Regions from separate parts of the Sus scrofa genome. Here all the other regions are linked to region 1. A link is a contact called in public HiChIP or PLAC-seq data. All regions are on one chromosome and are shown on one strand. The core of a region is the stretch at or near the end of the contact, and the rest is flanking DNA. Distances in the headings are between cores, read along the strand shown. Region 1 holds the start of EMILIN2 (EMILIN-2). Region 2 holds the start of LOC733637 (myosin regulatory light chain 2 protein). Region 3 holds the start of MYOM1 (myomesin-1). Region 4 holds the start of METTL4 (methyltransferase-like protein 4).

Evidence for each region. HiChIP or PLAC-seq counts read pairs in DNA pulled down with a chosen protein or histone mark.
Region 2: a contact with region 1 is called in an H3K27ac HiChIP or PLAC-seq map of alveolar macrophages. The contact joins the promoter of LOC733637 here to the promoter of EMILIN2 in region 1. A contact is called at or near these places in 2 of 5 promoter capture datasets (liver and skeletal muscle) and 2 of 2 datasets of contacts at active chromatin or transcription factors (alveolar macrophages and skeletal muscle).
Region 3: an H3K27ac HiChIP or PLAC-seq map of alveolar macrophages shows a contact between it and region 1. The contact joins the promoter of MYOM1 here to the promoter of EMILIN2 in region 1. A contact is called at or near these places in 2 of 2 datasets of contacts at active chromatin or transcription factors (alveolar macrophages and skeletal muscle).
Region 4: an H3K27ac HiChIP or PLAC-seq map of alveolar macrophages shows a contact between it and region 1. The contact joins the promoter of METTL4 here to the promoter of EMILIN2 in region 1. A contact is called at or near these places in 1 of 47 Hi-C or Micro-C datasets (embryonic fibroblasts) and 2 of 2 datasets of contacts at active chromatin or transcription factors (alveolar macrophages and skeletal muscle).

What each region holds. Positions count from the first base shown.
Region 1 is chr6:103,785,620-103,788,237 of Sscrofa11.1, forward strand. EMILIN2 (EMILIN-2) reads right to left here and starts at 1,302. Exons shown (of 8, transcript XM_021096135.1): 1 at 968-1,302; 2 at 345-467. The coding sequence starts at 1,101.
Region 2 is chr6:103,423,454-103,426,071 of Sscrofa11.1, forward strand. It overlaps LOC733637 (myosin regulatory light chain 2 protein), which reads right to left and starts at 1,337. Exons shown (of 4, transcript NM_001244251.2): 1 at 1,212-1,337.
Region 3 is chr6:103,449,896-103,452,513 of Sscrofa11.1, forward strand. It overlaps MYOM1 (myomesin-1), which reads left to right and starts at 1,311. Exons shown (of 37, transcript XM_005665300.3): 1 at 1,311-1,625.
Region 4 is chr6:104,054,505-104,057,122 of Sscrofa11.1, forward strand. It overlaps METTL4 (methyltransferase-like protein 4), which reads left to right and starts at 1,327. Exons shown (of 11, transcript XR_002345043.1): 1 at 1,327-1,667. It overlaps NDC80 (kinetochore protein NDC80 homolog), which reads right to left and starts at 1,281. Exons shown (of 17, transcript XM_013999249.2): 1 at 1,122-1,281.

The sequences.
Region 1 (2,618 bases), core at 52-2,551:
CTTCTCTGTGCCCCAGAACACGCAATATGGATGTAATTAGGTCCAGCTGCCTTATGTTAGCAATAAAATTGAAAGAGAGAGAGAAAGAGAGAAGTGGGGGTGGGGGGCTTTGTTGGTCCCCTCCTATGCTCAGCAATCGCAAGCTCGCAAGGCAGGCGCATCCCTGACGCTCGCTCCAGGCGGCACACGCTCCTTAAACACCCCATCGTGCCTGGTACCCCAGTCGGCGCTCAAACTTTTCAGCGGAAGTTTTTCAACCACTGGAAGAGATTTGCTGAGCGGCTGGAGCCCAGCGCTCTGACCCCACCCCCACCCACCCCCGCGGCCCTGGCTCCGCGACTTACACGAGCGCGGACGGACAGGGCATCTGGTTCCAGGCACAGTTGTACTGAGCCTGAATAAAACTCTCGCTTCCCTCCAGCACCGAGCAGCTCACGTTCTTGTTCACGATGTACGCGCACCAGTTCCTGGGGTGAAAGAAAGGGAGAAGGGCACGGTGTAAACCTGAACAGAGAGGCTGGGGGAGACCTGACGAGCCTACAGGGCGTCTGGGATACCCTGGTCCCGGCGGGCAGAGGCGGGCGCTCGACCAGCAGATATCTAGAGGGTGCGCGGGTGCGCCTTTGGATAGCGTGAACCTGTACCCGACAAAAGACAGAGGCAAAAAGAGCCCTTAAGGTCCCAGCGACTCCAGTAATTCCTGGGGGGGGGGTAGTTTCCTGATCGCCCTGTTCTTTGGGACCCGCCCTGCGCCCCAAGCCCCAGGCAGCCCTGCGGGAGGCAAGGGAGAAGTCGCTGGGGGCGCCCGGCGTAGCCCCTGGAGCGCGCGGCCACCGAGGAGGAGGCACCACCCCGGCAGGCGGAGGGGGACCCCGGCTGCAGCTCATGGCCTCAGCAGGGCAGAGTCGGGAGGGGTAGGTGGAGGGAGCCTCGCCGTCCTGGGGGAGAGGCGAGGCCGCGCACTTACTTGTTCCTGGCGCTGGGCCTCACGGGGTGCCTGAGCTGCGGGCCGGCGTGGCACAGTCCCGCGCCGCCGAGGGCCAGAAGCGCCAGCGCCCAACGCCAGGGCGCGCGGGGCCGAGCCCGTGTCCTCTGCCACATTCTGCGCGCGGGGCGCGCCCCGCCGGCGGGATACGGAGAGAGGGTCGGGGCAAGCGCCGGGAGGCTGCGGGCGGCCGGGGCGCGGCCCGAAAAGGCAGGAGGCTCGGGCGCTGCGCCGCGCCCCACCCGCGCTCCGCGGCCGCCCCCTCCGGTTTCTTGCTCCCCCTTCTCTTTCTCCACCCCGTGCGCCCGCGCTTCTTCTCGGTCCCTCAATGACGCACAGGTCCCCCCGGTGCCGCCCTTTTTATTTCACTTCCCCCTCCGAAACGTGACTCTCCTTCCAGCGCGTCCGTCTCCAGTCCTCTTGCCGCTCGGCAGGGGGTTTGGGGTGAAAAGGCCACAGGGTTTGGGGAAAGGGTCTCCGTTACAGAATTTCCAATTACTCATTCCTTTGGTCTCTTCCCAGAATCGGGGCAACTTCCCCTCCCACCTTCCAGCGGGCGCGCCCCGGCCCCTCGGGAAGCGGCCGCAGTCAGCGAGTCTGGCGGTCCTCACGTCGTGCCTGGGTGCCGGCTTCCCGGGGCGAATGAGGGACATTTTTATCAGTTCTTTATCGGACTCGACTCGGGTTTCCTCTGGCAAGACGCGCGGCCATTCCTCCACGTCTGAACTTAGGAGGGGTTAGGAGAAATGAACGCGGGTCCTCTTCTCTTTCTTTCCCTTACGCATCCATTTAACACTAGTTGCCTCGTCAACATGCAGGGCAGCAGGGGACACTGGAAGCGACACTAACCAACAGGTTCTAAAGCACAACATCAGACTAATATACACTACACTGGTTTTGGCAAGGTAACCTCCCAGCCTCTCCTTCTGATGTCCTTTTCTGAACTTTTCCTACCAACGTTAAAAGCATTTTCTCCACAATAATCGCCTTTGCTTTGAAACAGTTCAGGCACTGCTAGATGTCTTTTCACTTGCTTGCATATTTTCTGGCTATTTTCGAGTTACACGAACTTTACAAATTTCTTTTGGGGATGAATCAAGTCTACCAAAGAACCTTACCTAAAATCCCCACCAGAATGTTGTACTCTCCTGGGCAGAGAGAACTCTGTATTTAAGTTAACCTGCTGCGTCTAATGAACTGAGGTGAGGTTATTTGCAGATTGCATAGATTAACTGCAATATCTGTGAACTTAAAGGATGCTGTTGGCTGTGAATTGTAACATGGACAATAAAGCTTTACTGTAACTAAATGAAACCTTTGGTCCATTTCATTTCTAGTATGCTTTGATGTTGTTGAACCTTTTGATTTGCAAATAGAAGAAAGAAAATTCCCTAAGTAGACACTTCACAAAAGCTGAGCAGAAAAATATACCATGTAAGGACATAGACTGTCTGAGAACTCTCTAAATGGGAGATCATGCAAATAATGGGATGACATGACCTCAGCCTTCAAAAGAGCCATCCACCCTGCGCGGAAAGCAACAGGAAGGGATAAAAAGCTGTCTTGCATAACCCAACCCCTAACTTTCTGTGTGACTTCCCTATTCTCCCCATCCGAACCCCATTTTGTCGGT
Region 2 (2,618 bases), core at 87-2,586, 360 kb before region 1:
AGACTTTTTCTACTACAGAACACTCAAATTGACCAGTATTCTGGAAACATGTTCTTTAAGGAAAAACTCTCATTTCAGAAAACACCTCCTAGTACGACAGCACAGTGTCTGCTTTCCGAGTCCAGACCAAATCTACTGATTTGTCTCATTTAAACAATAAACCTTTTTCCAAGCTAAATAGATATATAACTTTTTGGTGCCAACCACAGTTTTTTAAAAGTACATTTTCAGGGTGGTGCTTCCGTTCCAACTAAACCAAGTTTTCAATTCCTTTGCAAACTTCCGGTTAAAGGTAGGAACAGTTCCCTTAGACTGCCACACCCAAAAAGTTCTCAGCACTTGACAAAGGCAATTCTTTGTCGGGGTTCACTGAGAGTAAAGCCTCACTTTTGAAAATAAAAAGCTCTCTGGTCAAGTTTTATCGAATGCCTTCCAGAACATGAAACAAACAGCAATAATTTTAAGAAATACTCACTTTCTTCACCTTTAGATATAAAACTTTGTGCGCTGAAGTTAAAATCTCACCTGAACGCTTATTTCTACTCCAAGTTCTGTAAAGAACTGACATACTCTTTGATAAACCAATTCAACTACTATAAAAAGAAACACTTTGGGAAACTGATATAACCCCAAGTCTCCACCCAAAAGGAATGTGGTGGTGTATTATGGAATTTTTCTGAAGCCGCAAATTAAACACCAAACCTCCCTTTGCCCAAATATCACTTAAAACAAAGTTCTAATTACAGAATGGACACTGAGCTGAGGAAGATGCTAATTTGAGGTGGTTATTCCAACTAAACGTAGCCACACAGCTGCAACAACAGCTGCAGCGGGGAGGTGCGCCGGAGTGGTGGTGGGGGAGGCAATGGGCTACAGTTTTTGCGCAAACTCTTGAATCCGGCAAGTTTACGTTAGAAACTAAACTTAGTCCCAGAGTCAGATCCGCGGGGCTCGGGTTTCCCAGGCCGGCTGTCGCCCAAGCTCGCGGCGCCAGCAGGCTAAGCCACATTTCCTGACCTCCAAGTCTGGCAAAATTGGCATCTGGGCCGTTTCCGGCCCCCGGCTTTTGATACTGGAGCTGGCCCTTGGGCTCGAAACCCACGAAGCGGCTGGTACATCTGCCCAGGTGCGCTCCCGGTACCACGGAAGCACCGCTGCTCATCAGCCGCCCCACGGGTATGCGGCCAGAATGAGCCCCAAGCACCACTCACCCTGCTCAGCCGCAAGAATCCGATTGCTTCGGGTACCCCCTCGCTGCCTCGGCTGCCGCTACTAACTCGCTTCCAATACCAGAGCCGCTACAATCCAACACTTCCGGCCTCCGCCTAGCGAACCGGAAGGAAGTCGAGTCACCATTCTGGGCTAACACTGTGAGCCTGGGTTAACGGAAGGGCGACGGGGCAGGGGTGTTGCCAGTATGCTCCAAGGGCGTAATTTTGACCGACTGCATTGCAAGAAAGTATCAATTGGGCAGCCTAGCACATAGAAAAACGTTAAATGGTTCATTGGGACTAATGACTAAGTTTTAGTCTTTTTTATACCCCCTTTTACAAAGTAAGCTTTTCTTTCCCCCCTTTTCTGTTGGCAAATGGGTGAGTCTCTCCTGTGGGTTTGCCCCTCCGCACATTCCAAAGCCCGGCTAGGGGCGGGGCTCGGCAGCCGAAGTCCTTGTAGGGAAATCGCGGAGATATTTCGCGGCTCACGTGAGTGGCCTTCGCCCCGCCTCCGAGTGCCCGGCCCCTGGCGCCGAGCAGTCCTGCGCCTGCGCCTGGGGCTCGCCTCAGGTTGACCTGGGAGTTTTTGGTTCTCCTGAGGGTCCAGCACGGCTAGCGTACCTCAAGATGAGGCCTTTAGGCGAGAGATTTGATTTCTGTGTACCATGTTATTTTATAAAGGGTCGCGCCCCTCCGTCAGGAGCAAACATTGTGAAGTCCCGGGGGCCCCCAGCGAAGCGGCCACTATCTCTGCCCCAGAAGGATCTCCTCAGGCCAAGGCAGGCGGAAGACTTATTCCCTCTTCAGAAAGTTTGGGGTTCTGTTTCCCACCGGAGCTTCTTGAGTCCCCGACAACAGGGAGAACCTGTCTCCATCGGGCTCTGAGGGAAGACCCGCGACCCACAGCGTGGAGCTTCCTAACCACGCCCATGCCTCTCAGGGTGCCTGGTGAAAAGAGTAAGAAGTCTGGCCTATAGTTTCTCAGTTCTCCTTTCCCAACACAGCTTCAGACACTGCGTCGCCCAATTCTGCCCTCCTCTGTCCAGTCTGGCAAGTGCGGCGACGAAGGAGTGGGCTGGAGCCCATGACACTCCAGGTCACCCCAAAGCCGGGCTTGGGAGCCTGGTCTGGCTCACCAGGCCAGAGCAGTTCTGAGGCTTGGGGTCCCCTCGAAAGCCGCTCTCACCCTGCTGACAAGAAAGGTAAAAGCTGCAGAGTAATGCACTCGGGATGTGATTAAGCTACACCTTCAAAGACCTCAGGAGCATTTCCTCTGTTTTGTTTTGTTTTTGTCTTTTTAGGTCCGCACCTGCAGCAGATGGAAGTTCCCAGGCTAGGAGTCAAATTGAAGCTGCAGCTCTTGGCCTACACCACAGCCACAGCCACACCAGATCCGAGATGCGT
Region 3 (2,618 bases), core at 61-2,560, 340 kb before region 1:
ACTCAGGACTAAGTGGAATACCTTTTTTAATATACAGTGGGTAGTTCAAAAGCTGACCCTCAGTTATGAGTGGAGACCCATATTGCACTTGAAAGACCATTTGAAAGCATCTAGTTTCTTACAGACAAAATATCATCGGAGGGAGGATAAGGCAACACATGACAAAAAGAGCATGGGCTTTGGAATCCACATATCTCTGAATGAACTGCATTTATGTCGTTTACTAGCTGTGTGCTCTTTGGTAAATGACTTTACCTCTCGAAGCCTCAGTTTCCTCAACTGTAGCCTGAAGCTAATGCTACTTGCCTTACAGGGCATTATGACCATTAAATGGGATCACACAAAGTGCCTACCATAGTGTCTGGCACTTGATAGGTCCTCAACAGTGTTAACTGTCATTGTCATCAAGAAAGGGATTAGAAAGTAGGTCCTAATAGTGGGTCTGTTCAGTATTTGGATAAATACAGGTGATCTGTATTTAGGTGCTCTAGTATCAGAACATAACCTGCTCAGTACCTATAATCTGAACTTTTAAATTACTACTATCAGAACAACAGTTGACATTTACTGGGTCTTCATTATGTGGCAGTCGATAGGTGAGTGCTTTCTCTGTGTTATCACGTTGATTTCCACAGCAGTCCCATAATTTGGACGTTATTATCCCCATTTTATAGAGAAGGAAAATGAAGCTTAAAGAAAAATAAATTGCTTAAAGTTACATGGCTATTAAGTGCCATCAACGGTCTGGAATTGAGGTCTGGTCTGAGTCTGAAGTGCAAGCTCTAACCACCAGGTTTTACCACCTCTGAATTTGTGAAATAGTTGGAAAAAACAAAGAAAGAGAAGTGATGTTAGATAGACTGACCCTACTCTGGCTTTAGGAAAGATAAAACATGTTGCTTCCTAAAGGCTTTAATGACTGGGGAATCAAATACTCAAACTTGAAGCTATGACCTACTTTGTAAAATTTTCCTGAAATGAGAGAACTGGTGACCCCCGAATCTTCGATCCAAAATTTCTACCGCCTGTAACCCATTTCTTACTTGTTTGCCTCTAGTTAGCCTCATGTTCTTTTTTCACCTTGTGTCTTTTAAATGTACATGCATTATGAACAGCACATCCAGAACGATTATCTTGGCATTTACATTCCATGAAGTCCATTTTGGGAATCAGATTACTACATCTATTTTTAGCTCTCAACACAAACCACTCTTTCCATTACACTTTCAGATAACCAGTAATAAAATGATATTGAAAATAGCCCTTATACCCAAATAAATATCTCACATTTGGTTTAATCAAGCCAGACCCATTGACTGGCATTAATGTAATTACATTACCCAGGCAGCTACCTGCCAGTGCCTCCCTCTGCCTCTCAGTTTAGGACTACCCTTCCCATTTGCTGCTATATTTATCTGCCTTCTTGGCCATAAAAGGCTGGCTGTGTGGCTCTGACATTCTACTGCCTGACCACATGCATTATTTTTGAACTGGCCCCCAGGGTCCTGTCTTTAGCCCTGCTCTTAACTTTTTCTTGGATTCAGCCTCCGTGGGTTATTCATTCTCTCATCCAGCTCCACGGTCACGTCGGAATATTTCCACCACTGCCACTCCTCTGCAAACTGGTAAGTGTGACCTTGGGGCAGAAGAATGCACTTGATATTTCATGTGCTTAGCAGCACCACGGTGTGTGTGGTTTCTATCTTCTGAGCTCAGCAGTTTTGTCAAAGAGATGTCAGAAGTGCAGGGAAATAGGAAAGTGGGGCTCCTGGGAAGGAAAACGAGCAGCAGGGTGCCGGTTTGTGCTGGCACAGCTCTTCTCTCAGCTCAGCGGCTTCTTCTAAAATTAAGCTGCTGTTCCTGGAACCATAAGGAGATAATAGCTGTCTCAGATGGAACTGTAAGTGTGAGTCAAGTGCTTCTTCCAAATTACAGTTCAGTGGTTTGGTTGAAATCTGGGATGAGTGAGGTAACAGGAAATCATGTGTTTTCTATCCTCCATACGCCTACAATGCTCCTTGATTACAAATTAGATCAAAAGGAGTAAATGAACTCTGAAGTCACTAGTTTCTAATTTGCTCCAACAATGCCATGTGGATAAATGTAAGAGTGCACTGTGGTATTTCTCCTATGAAAACGGCTAAGCAGTATTTCACAGGCAACATAAATTCCCCACAAAATGGTCCCAAAGTTAATATTTACTGTGAAGAGTTTTTATCAGCTTTCAGCCTCTAATGCCTGTACAAAATATCATTCATGTCACAATTCCAACCATGGAGTTAGTATTTCTTCCCAAATTCCCAAATTATTTTCAGGAAGAAAAAAGGTCTTAAAGAAATAGGAGACAACCAAACCACCTTTCCTCCCAACACACTCTAGCTGTCATGTGTCGGGGATAATCCTCATGTACTTGATGAAGAGAAGGTAGTTGTACCTTCGTTCCAGAGGTCAGAGCTGTGACAACCAGCTCTGTTGATGTAAAGCCAAAGCCTGTTTACTTGTAATACATCATCTACGTGCCTAGAAAATTAAGTATTATTCAATATGTTCGGGGAAAACAGAAATAAAGAGAATGGAAAACAGAGTTGAGGCAAGACAGTTAAATATTTTATTTTGTG
Region 4 (2,618 bases), core at 77-2,576, 270 kb after region 1:
TCTATCTAACTCCATTTAAAAGTATTCAACACACATAAACACTTACTGCCTACCATGTACCAGGAAGCATGCAAAGCAATGCAAACAATACAAAGGTTAGTTATGACTCCTACCTTCACAAGGGTATTTATGGTAGTTAAAACTCTGCATCCTAACTCAGACCACATCACTACTGTTGGCTGTGCCTCTCAGTGGGGAGTTAGAGGCTACCTGAAAAGAACTACCTGTTTCCTTTTCTTCTGTCTCAGAATAGAGCCATTCTGTTTGCTTTTCCTAACATCCATCTCTCTTGCTCTGTCTCCCACTTATATTCTTCAATTTCTGCCTCTCTTGCTTCAATCTCCCTTCATCAAGGATAAATTATCTGGTCTACAGACTGCTTCCATTTTCTGAGACCACAGTCGTACCTCACCCCCTTCCCAGTTACTGAAACGGTTGCCTCCTGCCTGGGATACTCTTGATTAACAAATCTTTTGATCCTAACTTAGCTCTGAGGCATTAGACACTATACACCGAGTTCTTCCAGATCCTTCCCTGGTTTCCAGGAAAGTGGACATTTGTGGTAATCCTTCTACATCTCTGGGCTCACCTTTGTCTTTTCAACTGACTGCACTCTTTTCCTCTTTGGCCAACTATTTCGTCTCCAGTATACGCTTCTGCATCTATTAAACTTTTCCACTCTCATCTATATCTTTAGGTCCACTACCAATCTCCAGTTAAAATGTACTCTTAAAATCTGAGACTGAGACTTCCAGATGTATTCCTTACATGGCCACCAGGATGTTACACTAGTATCTCAAACGCAACACACCAAACAGTCCCTCATCTTGTTCTTCCTCTCTCTGCTTCCATCAGTTAATCCCCTTTTCCTTTCTCCATTCCCTCTTCTTACCACTAGTGTCCCCTTGACCCTTCCTTTCTCCTTTAGGAAATCACCGCCATTAGAAATTTACTGGACTCCGGGAAACTAGCGCCTGGCATAGATTCGGCCGGAGGCGAGTTAGGAGAGCAAACACCAGAACGCCGTCCTCCAGGCCTCCGAATTTAACGGGTTGTTGCCCTAGCGTTCCCCCTCCAGACCAGAACTGCCGGAACGAAATTAACCTGAAGTCATTAGTCACCTTTCTTCCAGCTTCCTGACACGACCCGGCAGCCGAATCTCTGTAAACCGTGCAATTGCCAGCTAAAACGGACAGTGGCAGCCAAAACACTAACTCCTTTCTGCTCCCGCCCGTGCCGTTCGAATTTTAAAATCTCCGCCGGCGCTGACGTCATCGCGCTGACGTGCGCGCGCGTGCGCAAATCCCGCGCGCCGGAACTTTGCGTGACGGTGGCGCCCTGCCGCCTCACGGGGCGCACTGGCGTCTAATGTCTCTGAAGTGTCTTCTATGGAGTTTGGCCCGATTCCTGTATTTAGCTCCAAGGACCCAGGCGCTCTAAGCCCTTGGGTAGCGAGCTTAGCGCTCCAAGCAGCCCTGGAACGCTTTTTCCGTACAGCAGCAGGGCCGCTCCTGCTGACTCTTAGAAAAGGAGATTTTTTTTTTTTTTTTTTTTTTTGCTTATGCTCTGAAAGGAGTGTCTTTCAAGACCACTGTTTAGCTGGGTGCTGTTTCAGGAAGGAAGTCTGGGAAGGCGGCGTGCACTGTTCTGACGAGGGAGGCGGTGAGGTAGGAGACAGTGACGGCCTGCTGTGGGAGCAGTCGGCTCCGAGGGTCGCGCTATGGAGGCGGCCACCAGGGTTCACGCTCAGAGCTGCACTGCTGTCTGGGGCTCTACGGCCCTCTAGTGGCGGCCTGCGAGGAGGTGGAGGGACCCGGTGTGAGGCCAAATAGGAGGGAGAAGTGCACTTAATTTGGGGCACGTCACCTTTCCTGGCCGAGTTTCAGTCTTCTGTCGACGTTCTAGCTATCACTACAATTTCAGGACCTCTTCACCCCAAGTAATGACTCGGAAGGGAGGATTGAGAACAGAATTACCATCATCCGTAGCATTTATTTGAGCACTTGCTTTGTGTCAGACACCTTGCACAACAAACACTTCTTGTCGATTATCTCATTTAATTCTCTGAACTGCCCTCTGAGATGTCCTAAAAATGATGAAATTAAGGCTCACTGAGATCAAGTAACTTGTCCGTGGTCGTACTGCTAATATACGGAGTTAGATTTTAAATCTAAATGCTACTGTTATTAACTACTGTTAATCACTTGATGTATTTCTTATTCTCTTCTCCTCTTAAGTTTTCCACTACACCAGATTTAATAAGCAATCCAGAACTAAAAGCCTTCTTTTAGAGAAAAGATAAGGTAGTTCTTTATTTAAAAAACAGACTCACAGACTTAGAAAACAATTTTATGGTTATCAGAGGGGGATGGGGGAAGGAGACAAACTAGTAGTTTGGGATTAACAAATACACAGTAGTATGTATTAAGTAGACTTAACAAGGACCTACTGTATTGCACAGGGAACTATAGTACATGTCTTGTAATAACCTATAATGGAAAGGAACCTGAAAAAGAGTCACTTTGCAGTACACCTGAAGCTAACACAGCATTGTAAATTAACTATACTTCAACTTTAAAAACTGTTAAAAAAAAAAGATAAGGAAGTTTTGAAAAGCC